Regions from separate parts of the Rattus norvegicus genome. Here region 1 is linked to region 2. Evidence: chromatin contacts called from public Hi-C data. All regions are on one chromosome and are shown on one strand. The core of a region is the stretch at or near the end of the contact, and the rest is flanking DNA. Distances in the headings are between cores, read along the strand shown. Region 1 holds the start of Prdm2 (PR/SET domain 2). Region 2 overlaps Prdm2 (PR/SET domain 2).

Region 1 (6,257 bases), core at 3,215-5,714, 57 kb after region 2:
GATCTTAAAGCCACACTTGCTGAACTATGGCAAAGTCTTTAAGTCAGAGAATCAATCTGAATGTCATTTTTAGACTTAATATACATCATCTGTCTGAGGTCCACATCATATATATATCATCTGAATAAGGGCTTGAAAAATACACAGGATTCATGCTGAAATATATACATGTTTGGGGAAATCTCACAGTCCTTTTCAAATTTTGAACACATCATTTAAATTTCCCATGAGAGTTTAATAAAGTCTTAGAAAAATTGCATGTAAGTACATATAAAATATGTAGGTTTTACCAATTTCCAGATGGGCTGCCCACAGCAATCAAGCTAACACTTCCACTTAACTTTACACATTTCAGACAAGCTGTGCCAAGGAATAATTCAGCTCTTTCAAAGCAAAGCCTAACATATAATTTGTTGCAAGGGCTACAAAATATTCTTTTCATCAAAATAGCTAAAAAACATAGATAAATTCAGTGAAACTTTTTTTATGTTCTAAGGGGCTGGTAAATGAGAACACAGTACAAGTAGGACATGAACCAAGAGGTCATTAATAAGTACTACACAGAATGAGGGGGAAAAACACATGCTTTTATCATTGCAATTACCAGGTTTACTACATACAACGACTCTAATGCATGCTTCAAGGAGGCAGGGTAGAAAGGAAAAGGCACTCCTTCATTGTACTGAGATCATTCAGATATTCCTGTAATTAAGAAAAACCACTTGTTACCAAACATGGCTCCAATAGCAGTTTTTTTTCACATATTGTATTTAATGGTGCATTCTCAATATTATTTCACAGCCAAAAGAAATAAATAAATAAACAGATAAGAGCCACAACTAATACAATCTTTACTTACAATAATTACAAATAAAGATTAGGAAACATATTTTCTTCCCCAGGTACTTTAATGACATGTTTTCTACAAAGATACATTAAAGTAAGCATTTCAAACGCCTGCTTTCCTTTGGACAAGCTTCGGTGCACAACCCCAACTGGTTCTTTTGGGGATTTTTTGCTTGCTTGTTTTAAAAAGGGAGAAAAAAAAGTAGAAAAGTACAGTTTAGCCAATCTTCAAGGAGTTGCTTCAAGTCTTATTTTCTAGAAGAATTATTTCTGTGCTATTCAGCATAATGGACCAAATGCTTAAATCATGCAATGCCTCTATGCAAATTTATTTAAATTTTATAATAATTTAATCTGCACAGGGGGAATGCTGATCCCATGTCATAAAAACTTCATAATCTCCAGGCTATCTCACACTACCATGTTTCTTCCCATAAAATGACGCCAACGTCCAACTACAGAGTTACTCTATAATCACAGCAAAAGCTAGAAGACATTTGGATGGGAAGAGCCTTCCCTTCTTCAAAGTCTAACCCATAGCATCTATCCTTGGAGTTCTTTGAGACACCACGGCTGCTTCTGTGATTCAACCACCCAACAAAGGAAGTTTCATTTAATGAGGTATTTTAGAATTGTGTCCCTCCTGATGGCAATGTCTGGTGACTTCACAGCTTGTCACAACTAAAGGAAGGACCACTGGCATCTTGTGGGGTGGGGGAACTGCTAAGCATTCCACCATGGACAAGAGTGACACCCCCACAAAGACTAATCCGGTCAAAATAACAACAGTACAGTAGCTGAGGAACAACATTTTTTGTAACTCAATCTGATATCCCTACCTACAGACGGGGTAGTTTTCCCTGACCTGCTCTAAGAAAATCATTTTTATAGCGCTAACTAAAAATTTCTCACTTCAAAAGGCAAGCACTAGGACATGACACCAGGCCTCATACCAAACACTGTAATTGCTGATAGGCAGCATACAAACTGTGAAGCACTAAGAGCACGTCAGCAGCAGCAGAAGTCATGCTCAGCAGGTAACATCCCCTTTGTACCCAGAATTCCCTGTAGATGCTCTCTGCATACAAGTCTGGCATATCCCTCAAGGTCCCATACGCACGCTCTCACTACGGAGTTTCCCAGTGAGAGCTGCAGGTTTGCTGTAGGGTTTCCCCCTTTACATATATTAAGACTAACATGAAGCTAGTCAGAAGACATGAAAATAGCAAACCATTCGTAGTGCTCTTCACCCTGGAAACTGTGAATTGACAGACCCCTGAAAGGTGTCTAAGTCAGATCTAAACTTGAAAAGATATCAGCATTCTGGAAAAAAAAATCCCCATGAATAAATAAATAGCCAATGTGAAATAATCATCAAAAGAAACTGGGTGCAGATGTGTGTGAGCTACAGACAACCACAGAGAAAACAGGGAGGTTACTCCTTAGCAAGGTAGCTGAAACAAAATCATGTACGGTCAGACACTACAAAAGCACATTTTCCAGTCCTCACATCTTAAATAAGTGCAGAATTTTAAAATTCATCATAGAGGGGAAAAAAAACTTCCAAAATTTAGTGAAAAGGCTTTAGAATCTTTATAGATCAATGTGGGACTGGTTGATGAATCCATCCACATATCAGACGGCCATTGAAGATCCAATGAAAGAACAGTTAAAGACAGACACACACAACAGCATAGCGGAAGACAAGCTACGTCAATACACACAACATACCAATTCTGTATAAACTATTATACAGAAGTGGATGCTTCTATAAATAAATATATGTGAATAAAGAAACACTCGCAGGCACACCCTGAGGGACTAGTGACAATCTGCTACAATGTTAACAATGGCTATCTGTGGAGGCGGAAGTTTATGGCCAGTTTCTATTCCTTCTTTGTGCTTTTCTGTTTTTCAACTGTCCTGCAGTGGAGACTATTTTGCTGTTTTGTGCTTACAGAGCTAACACATTATTACAAAGTTACACCTTATTATCTGGAGCACTGTATAGAAAAAAAAAAAAAAAAAACCCTTAAACCTCAATGAAGCCAACTCTTCCATCGACAAACAGCAAACATTCATTGAAGCGTTACCATTATATCCCTGGTTCTAAGACTTTTTAAATGCATCAATGGTTTTAAAGAGGGGGGAGGGGGAGCCCTGAAATTACACCAAACGCAACTGACTGTTGCTTCCAACAATGGGTTTACAGTTCTATCCCCGTGTCTTGAAATAAAGGGGGCTTATTAAATGATCTCTGAAGGTCTTCAAAGCTAGGCTGAGATTTCTCAAGAAAAAGAATTTTTTACCAAATAAAGTGCTTGTAAGGAAGCTTGGAGGGTGGCAACTGCATGCAACCTCAAAAAACAGAACTCTACAGAAAAAGAAAACAGCATAATAATGTCTCTCGGTTCCTCCTCCGAATATCTAGATGCAAACTTCTAAATCCTTTTTTCTAATACCACCATGGGCAGGAATAATCAAACTGTAGTCTGTGCTATCGTAGGTTAAAAAGAACCATTGGAGGTGGGGGGGTTGCCTCTGCTGTACATATGACTTTAAAGAATAATCCTGAAGTAAACAAAAAACTTTAAGACACATTTTAGTCATGTTCTGGGGACATTTTGTACTAGAAACAAACGTTCCCCGGGTTTGATGAAAGGGTCCTAGGGGCAAGGAACTGAAATTCCGCAAAAGGCAGTTCATGTGTCAAATACACCCAAATCCTCAATACACGAAACATGGGGGTGGGGGAACCCCATTTCTCTAGGTGCAAATTCCAGCTGGGTAGTAAGGGGCAACGTGACTTCCCGGCTATCTGTGGGATTGTTTCCCCAGCTCGAGGCCCGACCTAACGGTCCCAGGCCGTGGGCGGGTGCTTCACGCGTGGATCGTGGAAGAACACTGACCTGTTAGGTGTATTGCGTGTCTCACTTGTCACCCTCGGAGACATAGTAGACGGATCTTTTAACTAATCAAAACCAGTCATATGTATGTTAGTGCACACCTGTGACACATGCACATATGCACCAGTGGGTCGATGGGGAACACTCGGGGAAACCACTGCCAGGTTTAGAGCACAGGGAAACTATACGGGGAAACACAAAGGCTCGAGGCACAGAACCAAGTCGAGGATGCGGATGCGCTCAGACACTCAGCTGGGACACAAAAGAGCAGAGATCAGCGCAGCCCTGCGGATGGGGACCGCCCGGGGCCCACGTGCGCTCCCCGCCGACCCCGCAGCCGCGCACCCCGAGTCCGCCGCGTCGCCACAAATCGGACCCCAAACTTGGCCGCAGGGACTTAAGAGTCGCCGGGCGGGAGCCTTCGCGCCGCCTCTCGTCGGCGCCCGCCAGCGCTAGCCACTGGTTCCTGGCGGTTCGGAGGAAGCTCGAAGGGGGCGCGTTAGCCCGCCCCGCAGTCCCCTTAGCGCCCGGCCCTGTCGCCCCCGCCGCGGTGGCCACACTCCTCACTGACACCAAGGGACATTCCCGGAGGCCCGCCCGCCCCGGCTCCGCCGCTCCTCACCAGAGCGCGACGTGCCAACGCTTCAGCGAGCCCAGAGCCTCAGCCGCCGCCGTCGCCCTGGCGCCCGCGGCCGCGCCGCCGCCATCTTGGCTTCGGCCGGAAGTGACGTCGACACGGCACCCGCAACCCCGACACCGACCCCACGCATAGCTCGTGGCCTGCGACCCCCAAGGAGCTTAACACGACGGCCGGGCGTGACCCTGACGGACTTGTGTCGCCCTCTCTGTCAATCACTGGTTCTCCACTCGTCCCAGAGCGTTCCCTCGAAAGGAAGCCCGTGTCGCCATTGCCTGGACGGCCTGACCACTATAGAGTTATGACTGAGGAACTCATATTTTCCTCAGCGAATCCACCCCCCTTCAGCCGATCTGGACTGACTGGCATGGTAGCGTACACTTTAATCCTCAAACTCGAGGCAGAAGCAGGCAAATCTATATAGTAAGTTTGAGGAGAGAGAGAACCACACCCTGAGACCTTGTTTCAAGCAAAACGAGCAGAATCCACTTTGAAGGCCACTATAACTCTGTCAGGCAAATAGTCTACTTAGATTGTGTGCAAAGGACCAGTGTAGACACACACACACACACACACACACACACACACACACACACACACACACACACACACACAGAGCGAGACTTGAACAAAGCAGATACAACTGGGTCGCTGTGTTCATCCTTACCAGGAGGCATTTGCCAATTGTCAGCCATGGGCCTAGGTCAGTGCCAGGGCTCTGTGGGGCAGAGCACGGCCTTCACCTTGCCCTTGGGAACTGATTCACTATTTACAAACAAGTGAGCAGTGGTACATAGTGGAGATAGATTATGTTGAACTCACTTCTGACATCCCAGAGAAGAGGTTTGACAGGAGTACGGTGGCCGATCAATCTGAAGTTGAGGAGAGAAGAAAATTACAGTTGTCACATCTAGATGGCATCTAAAGCCATGAGTATTTCAGGATAAAGCTATCCTCCGAGAAGAAAGGGAAAAAAAAATCTAAATGTAGTGGGCCATATTAGTCCTCTGTGAAAAGGATCTAAAGAGTAATAGATAATGTATTATGTCCAAATGTGTCTCCGAAACTTTGGAAAGACCAGACAAGTTGATCAAATGTACCTGTCGTTTAGAAAGCATGTCAACTGACGTGGATTGTGGTATACTCTGTAAAGGGCTGGTGATGTGGTGATCATCTCGTCAGTATTGTTGGCAGGTGCAAACGAGGTCTGGATCGCCACAGAGCCCACGGAGAAAGGAAATAAAAGCTCAAATGTTCATTTATTTCTCTCACTCTTCAAGGAAGAGTTTATAAACCTAAGAGGTACATGCAACCACATCACTAGACTATATATTATTATGATACAGTCTGCCATTGGAGTTTGCCCTCTTTACTTGAATAACACCTTCCAACTAAGAACATGCGTCAAAATCATCTGAGGTAGTGGGGGAGAAAAAAGGAGACCACCACCCTCACCTACCACCAAATGGCCACAGTCATCATTTTAAAAGAAAAAATATATATGCCCCCCTGGCATCCAAAAGAATGCAGGAGAAAAATAGGGGGCTGTCAAATCGAAAAGGACATGGAAAAACCAGAGAGCACCATGCCAAGAAGTCAGTGGCTGTTCTTCCTGTCTTTAATCTAAAATGACAATGTGTTGTTGTAAAAATATAAAAAATAATAAAAGTAACGTTTTCTTTTATTCCCCCTAGGTCAGGCACCTCAGTGCCCCAATATATCTGGATATCTTTTTTTTTTCTTTTTTCTTTTTTTTCCGGAGCTGGGGACTGAACCCAGAGTCTTGCGCTTGCTACCAAGCGCTCTACCACTGAGCTAAATCCCCAACCCTGATATCTGGATATCTTAATTCTTAGCAAAGCATCTTA
Region 2 (6,098 bases), core at 327-2,826:
TAAACCCACCAATCTAGCTATGGAATGTATACATTTGTGTATCACTAACAGAACAAAAAGATTAGTTTCAGGCTCTTCCTCCACACTGAATTGAATGGAACAGTGAGGGATAAAGGAAAAGGCTAATGAAGCAGGTTTGGATACACACACCAAAGTTTGCCACAAGCAAAGTAAGACTGCCATGAGTTACAGATCTAATTAAATGTCAGGATTAAGTACAGTGGCACAATAAGGAAGTCCCCAGATCCCCTAATTTTCGGCCTCCACAAGCCGTAGCTTCTCTAGGAAGGCTGAGAGCATGACTCCTGCTTACAAACGAAATAGACATTAAGCACAGAAAAGAGTCAAATAATGGCGTCTGCTGAGCCTCGGCCCGACAAAATCTCAATGCAGTTAAAATACTTGAGGGAGGGCTGGAATTTTCTGGACTCTTATCATCTGATCCAGAATCAAAGTATTTACTGACCTGAAACAACACCTGAATCACCACCAATAAATGGAAAAATGTACTCAGCAAGCGACCTACCAGCCACCCTTTGGGTGAGCCTATTTCACTTTGCTGTGATACGCAAAGAATATGGAATTGAAAAGTCACAATGAGCTCATCAAATATGGCTTGAGAGTTTTCCAAAACCATGTTTATGCTTTTATTTATAACCTCACTCCCACAAAATACTTTGCAATGTCTGGGAAAAGAACAGGCTTGTTCGGATTTACTAAAAACTAAGGGGAGAGCAAAAAACAAAACAAAACAAAACCCCAAAGTTCTTGTTTTAATAAAAAACGACCATTTCGTGCCTTGACTCAAATAAAAGATCCCCAAGTTCACATTAAAAGTTTTTCGCAAAAATATTCCAGCGACGTATCGGTATGCCAGCTGGAAATATGATATAGCCAACCAAACTATTTTCCTACCCACAAATTATCCCCTCCCTTTTATAAGTGTGACTGACTACACTCTACCTTCTGTTCAAAACATCGTTCACCACAGAGTTGAGGGCACGGCAAGCCTCCTAAACTTCCACAAAGCCCAACACATCCTGTCGCCCTCCGCTCCCGGTGCACCCCATCTTTGTCTCTCCCAGGTCCGGTTCTCCCTTCCCGTCTCCCTCCTGCGCTGTCAGCCGGGCCGGAAGGCGCAGGCGGCCTTCCCTCGCCGCGCGGCCAGCCCTATTCCGGGAGCAAGGCCGGGCCCGCACTCGGCGGCCGCACGCGCACTTCCCGCCGCGCGAGCGCTCAGGCACAAGTTCGCAAACAGCCCGAACGCGCCGGGACTGCCGTGATTCAGCAGCGGGCCGGGCAGAGACGGCGGGCCGAGCCCGGAAAAGGTCACCGCGACGCTACGGGCAACGCCCGGACCTCGACCCTTAGGCCGGCACGGGTGCGGCCCGGGCCGGGCGGCGGCGGCGATTCCTACCTCTGCGGCTCTTCGGGGAGCTCCGCTTGCTCCGGGCGCTGGCTCGCTCTTCCTCAATCGCAGCTGCTATCTCAGGGTTGTCTTCCCCATTGTACCAGACCAGGAGCTCCTCGCCAGGCGCGATTGGCTACCGAAGAGAAGAGACAAGGGGCAGACCAATCAGAGACACGGTTGTTGGCGGGGGCGGCGCAGCAGCGGGCAAGAGCGGCGCGCGGACCGCAAACAGCTGTCGGGAGGGCGCCGCCGACGCGGGTGCGCGCGGAGGGGAGGCAGGGCCAGGGCGCGCGCTGGAAGGAGGCGGACCCTAGAGCGCAGGCCGGGGGCAGAAGGCGGAGCCGCGACCAGAGCTAGCAGAAAATTCCTTGGCTGGCACAGCCAAGGCAGGGCATTAGGGACAAGCAGGACGGCCTGGCAGCTTGTCACAGGGGCTCGCAGGAGTTCATGCACCGGCTGATATGAGCCTAGTGCTCAGCCTCCATCTCCAGATTCTTACAGCTAGCTCCAAACCTCATGCCACCCACGCAAAAGAGAAAATAAAACACGGGACGATTTTGCTCATGAAATTCAAGTGGATGAGAAATGTAAAGGGCAAATGGCATGGGAAGGAGTTAAAGTATACGTTTCTAATTCCAAGCACAAGTTAAGCAGGAACGAGGTACACCTTTAACCATAAACAACACAAGTACAGAAGCCCTGAGCTCAGTCAGAGCCCAACCTAGCACCCACAATGCACAGTCATCAAAGCAGCGCAGGCTGTGAGAAAACATCAAGAGTGTACATCACCGTTACAGAAATCCCTAAGATAGCATTCCATGAATTATGTTCCTAAAACAGTAAGTTCTTCAGTCACACCTGACACCATCATACAACTACACATGCAACATCCTGAAGAAATATTTTAAGTAGAAAAGCAAGTCCTAAACAGAATTGGGAAGGTAGCTAGCAGTTTTCTTTCATTGCCGGGAACCCATCTGTTCAGAAAGTACAAGTAAAAGCCCATCTAAGCCCACATGCTGACACAGATGATCACAGGAAGAGACACAGAAAAAAGGGAATGTTCTCGCTTGGTGTAGAATGAGTGGGAATGAGGCAATTAAAATAACCCATATTGCAGTCTTGAACACAGATTGATCCAGACAAGGCCACCAGTGGACCTACCAGTATTAGGTGAGAGCGTAAGTGCCCAAACATTTGCTTCCTGTCAAAATCCTCTCCCCATAAACAGCTACCAGTCACAGACAGAGGAAGAGTCTTTAAAATGACTCAGATGGACAGCACCTGCTCCTGAGACTATGCAGAGGACAGATCAGTTCTGGGATGCCCAGAGGCATAAGTGGAATCTAATCAGAAGGAAGGCCAAACTTAGTCTCCTCAGAACTGAGAAGTTATCAAAGACTAAAGTAACTGCCCAAGCCAAGGAGACAAATGAGAGCCAGAATTCTGTTTCTATAAGGGTGTTGGAGTAGGTGTGTCACTGTCAGCAGGGGCTATAAGACCCTCATCCTAGCTACCTGGAAGCCAGTACTCTGCTAGCAGCCTGTAGAAGAAGAGGTAGATCTCTCAGCACCTCCTGCGCCATGCCTGCCTGGATGCTGCCATGTTCCCACCTTGATGATAATGGACTGAACCTCTGAACTTGTAGGTCAGCCTCGAGTTGCTTTGGTCATGGGGTCTGCTCACAGCAGTTAAACCCTAACTAATACAGACAGCAAGCATGACTTTGTTTCATTGTCCACAGAAGTCTCATTATTCAAAAATATTCAGGTTGTTTAAAATAAAAGAACCAGCCCCTGTTTACTTTGTTCCTCCAAAATATAGCTAAAATCTGCCACTTTACTGTTTTTTAACCAGTGTCTCATATCCTTTCTTGAATCAGCTAAACTTACCTAAAACCCCTACTTTGGCAATGTATTAATGAGTTAAAACAGCCATCACAAACATCTTTTGGGACTTTGATGAGCTAATCTGATTTGTTTGCTTTCCAAAATTAAACTGTTTTCAGATCGTGTAAATCTTAGTTCAGTTCTCTTTTTGATTGAGATATATATATATATATATATATATATATATATATATATATATATATATATATATATCTGAGAAATGGTATTAAACACTATGTGGAATGATTAGGATTCTAGAAAATATAAAATACAAGCAAAGTTTGAAAGTAAAGGGAATGAGGACAAATGTACACTTCTCCTGGTTTCCATCACAGCATAGTCAGGACACTGGCATCCAAGAACAAGAGCCCTATTCCTAGCTCCTGGCTCCCTTCTCCATGCCCTTGGACCATCAGCAGAGAGAGCTTTACTTTACAAAGAGATGAGGTAAACATCTGCACAGAGAGGAGCGAAGCTCGGTGCCCTGGGTTTGAGCCCCAACACCAAAGACGGAGAGGGCAGAAATAAATACAAATTTCTCATAGAGAAGAAACTTAGGTCCATTCAAGTTAGTCTTTATTGCAAAACACAGCCTAGAATATGTGTGTGTGCTACCAATCGAATCAAATAACCACCTAAGCATTGGCTGACTGGTGAAGCCTCCTCTTCCGACTGAGCAGCTCTCCACATCGTCTGTGACTGAGGTGTTGCCATGTTGTGGAGCCACATGCCAACAGACACATTTTTATTTTGTACCCCTTAGGATTTTCAAGATTTCTTACAATAAGCTGAAGAGAAACCAGAGCCATGCCTTGTAATTCATTTACAAAGACTGCCTCAGAAATGCTGAATCCTGGAGAGCACAGCAGATCACAGCTGAGGGATCCAAAAGGCCTCCAACATAATGGGACAAGTGCCTTCAGGCGCACACAGATCAGCGGCACGCTCTGCCGGTGCAGCTCGTCAGTTCCCACTCGGAGTAGCTGTCAATACCCTACACTGACCCACGGCATCCGTCTACTTTTACAGCAAACGCATGAATTAATCTTTTATCTTAAACATCTACTCCCAATACAAAAATCTGAAGCCGGAAATGCTCCAGAGTTTCAAAGTTATATGTGGTGACATGACTCCACAATCAAGACCAGGATAACAGAGCCCCTGCATGAAGTGCTGGTATGTCCACTTGTCTCAAATGTACCTGAGATAGAAGTCAATTCTGTACTTAGAGGTGGGTCCCTCCTGAAGAACTAAGTGTATGCGGATATTTAAAATCCAAAACACTCTGATACTCGACATCGCAAACACGGAATGCTCAACCTATACAGCTGTCTGTCTCCATCCCTAGTTTACGCTGCCTGTTTCACAGTCACCTTGTCTTTCTCCACCAGGATCCCACCTTGCCAACAGAAACAGATGTGTCTCCTGCTTGAGATGTATTTGAGAAACCAGACGGATCCTTAGTGCCCTTTGGAACCAGGCAGCAAGTCTACTAGAACTGCCTGTGACTAAAAGTCAGTAGAAAGAAATGAAAAACAAGTTTTGGACAGCCTAAGTATGAACATGGGGGGAAAATCCAAATTCTGCTGTGCCTAGAAGCCAGGTTTAGGTATAAACATGTCACAGTGGCAAAGCTAAGAAAATACAATTGAAGGACATTTTTTTCTCCATGTGGAAACGTTTAATGAGAGAAGTAGAGTGGAAGAAGAAAGAAAAGGCTGGCCATGAGCACGTGGAGGAAAGTGTGGGGAGGGGAGTTGGGGGAGGAAAGAGGGGAAGAGCCTTTTTTTTTTTTTTTTTAAACTGAAGAACATTTAACAGCCACACTCTAGCACAGCTTGCAGAAAGCCTTTTGCTACCACACCTATGAACTCAGGACCCTGCCTGAAATTCTCAAGAGTTTCCAACTCTGAGGATTTTAAACCAAGAAAGAAAAAAATCTATAGACTTGTCCCCTAGTTTGTAACATATACAAGTGGAACCAACTGAATGAAAAGCTATTGTTTGTTACAGCAATTTGGACAGAGGTATCTATTCCAAGAGGTAACTATCATCTATCTTTTCAGTCCCAAGATTCCATTCTAGAACATTCCATACATGGAATGTAGATCTGTCTGCTACAGAAACACGACAGTGAAAACCAAAGAGGGAGCCAGAATCTTGTTCACCACATAAACATGCTAACATGAAAAGCATCCTAGTAGTAAGGTCCCAATTGTGCTGGGTCCCAAATGTGCTGGTACCTCATCACCAGCTCTGAGTGTGGTCCTCTTCATCTCTGCAACTCATTTTCCCAAGAAATATTTTGACAGGAAAAAGAAATATATCCCAAATTCTTTCCTGAATATAACCAAAGCTAATCCAAGGCTTCACACAGTCTGAATACTATGAGTGTGCTCTCTGTTAACAGGCACCACCATGGTACTGAGAGCTGGGCGTCTGTGTCAGAGGAAGAGGCGAGGAGCGGATGCCACAGATAACCAACAGTATGAAGAAAGATGCAGTCTGCAATTCCTTGACACAATCTTCTTGCTCTAGTTCTCCAACACATGCAAGGCATCATGAGCCATGTACGTAACACAGAGCTGTGGGCGCATGGAAGAACCACTTCAAACACAAAGTTGTTTTCAGTTACAATTAGACTGCATTTAGAGAACGCCTGACAAGTAGCCAGGAGACCGACACTAACACTGTTACCTTTAAGGTTTTATAGTAAATGGCTCTGTTGATTTCCAGTGGAAATAAATTCTGCTCTTCTCCTGAGCAAGCCCAGTTCACATAGCGTAGCCAGTTGCCCT

Evidence for each region. Hi-C and Micro-C count contacts between places; a contact is called where the count stands out from the background.
Region 1: a Hi-C map of kidney shows a contact between it and region 2, with 3 times the contacts expected there. The contact joins the promoter of Prdm2 here to the enhancer-like site in region 2. A contact is called at or near these places in 2 of 12 Hi-C or Micro-C datasets (Schwann cells and kidney) and 1 of 1 datasets of contacts at active chromatin or transcription factors (oligodendrocytes).

The regions. Positions count from the first base shown.
Region 1 is chr5:160,810,676-160,816,932 of GRCr8, forward strand. It overlaps Prdm2 (PR/SET domain 2), which reads right to left and starts at 4,465. Exons shown (of 10, transcript NM_001077648.2): 1 at 4,375-4,465.
Region 2 is chr5:160,756,750-160,762,847 of GRCr8, forward strand. Prdm2 (PR/SET domain 2) reads right to left here. Exons shown (of 10, transcript NM_001077648.2): 5 at 5,998-6,098; 6 at 1,418-1,544. Among named protein-coding and RNA genes, the nearest start is that of Prdm2, 55 kb to the right of the region's middle. Within about 2 kb of position 1,577, at least 89 of the 93 cell types and tissues checked have an H3K27ac peak or open chromatin away from gene starts, as enhancers often do. A contact at or near this core is called in Schwann cells and kidney, where this site is marked.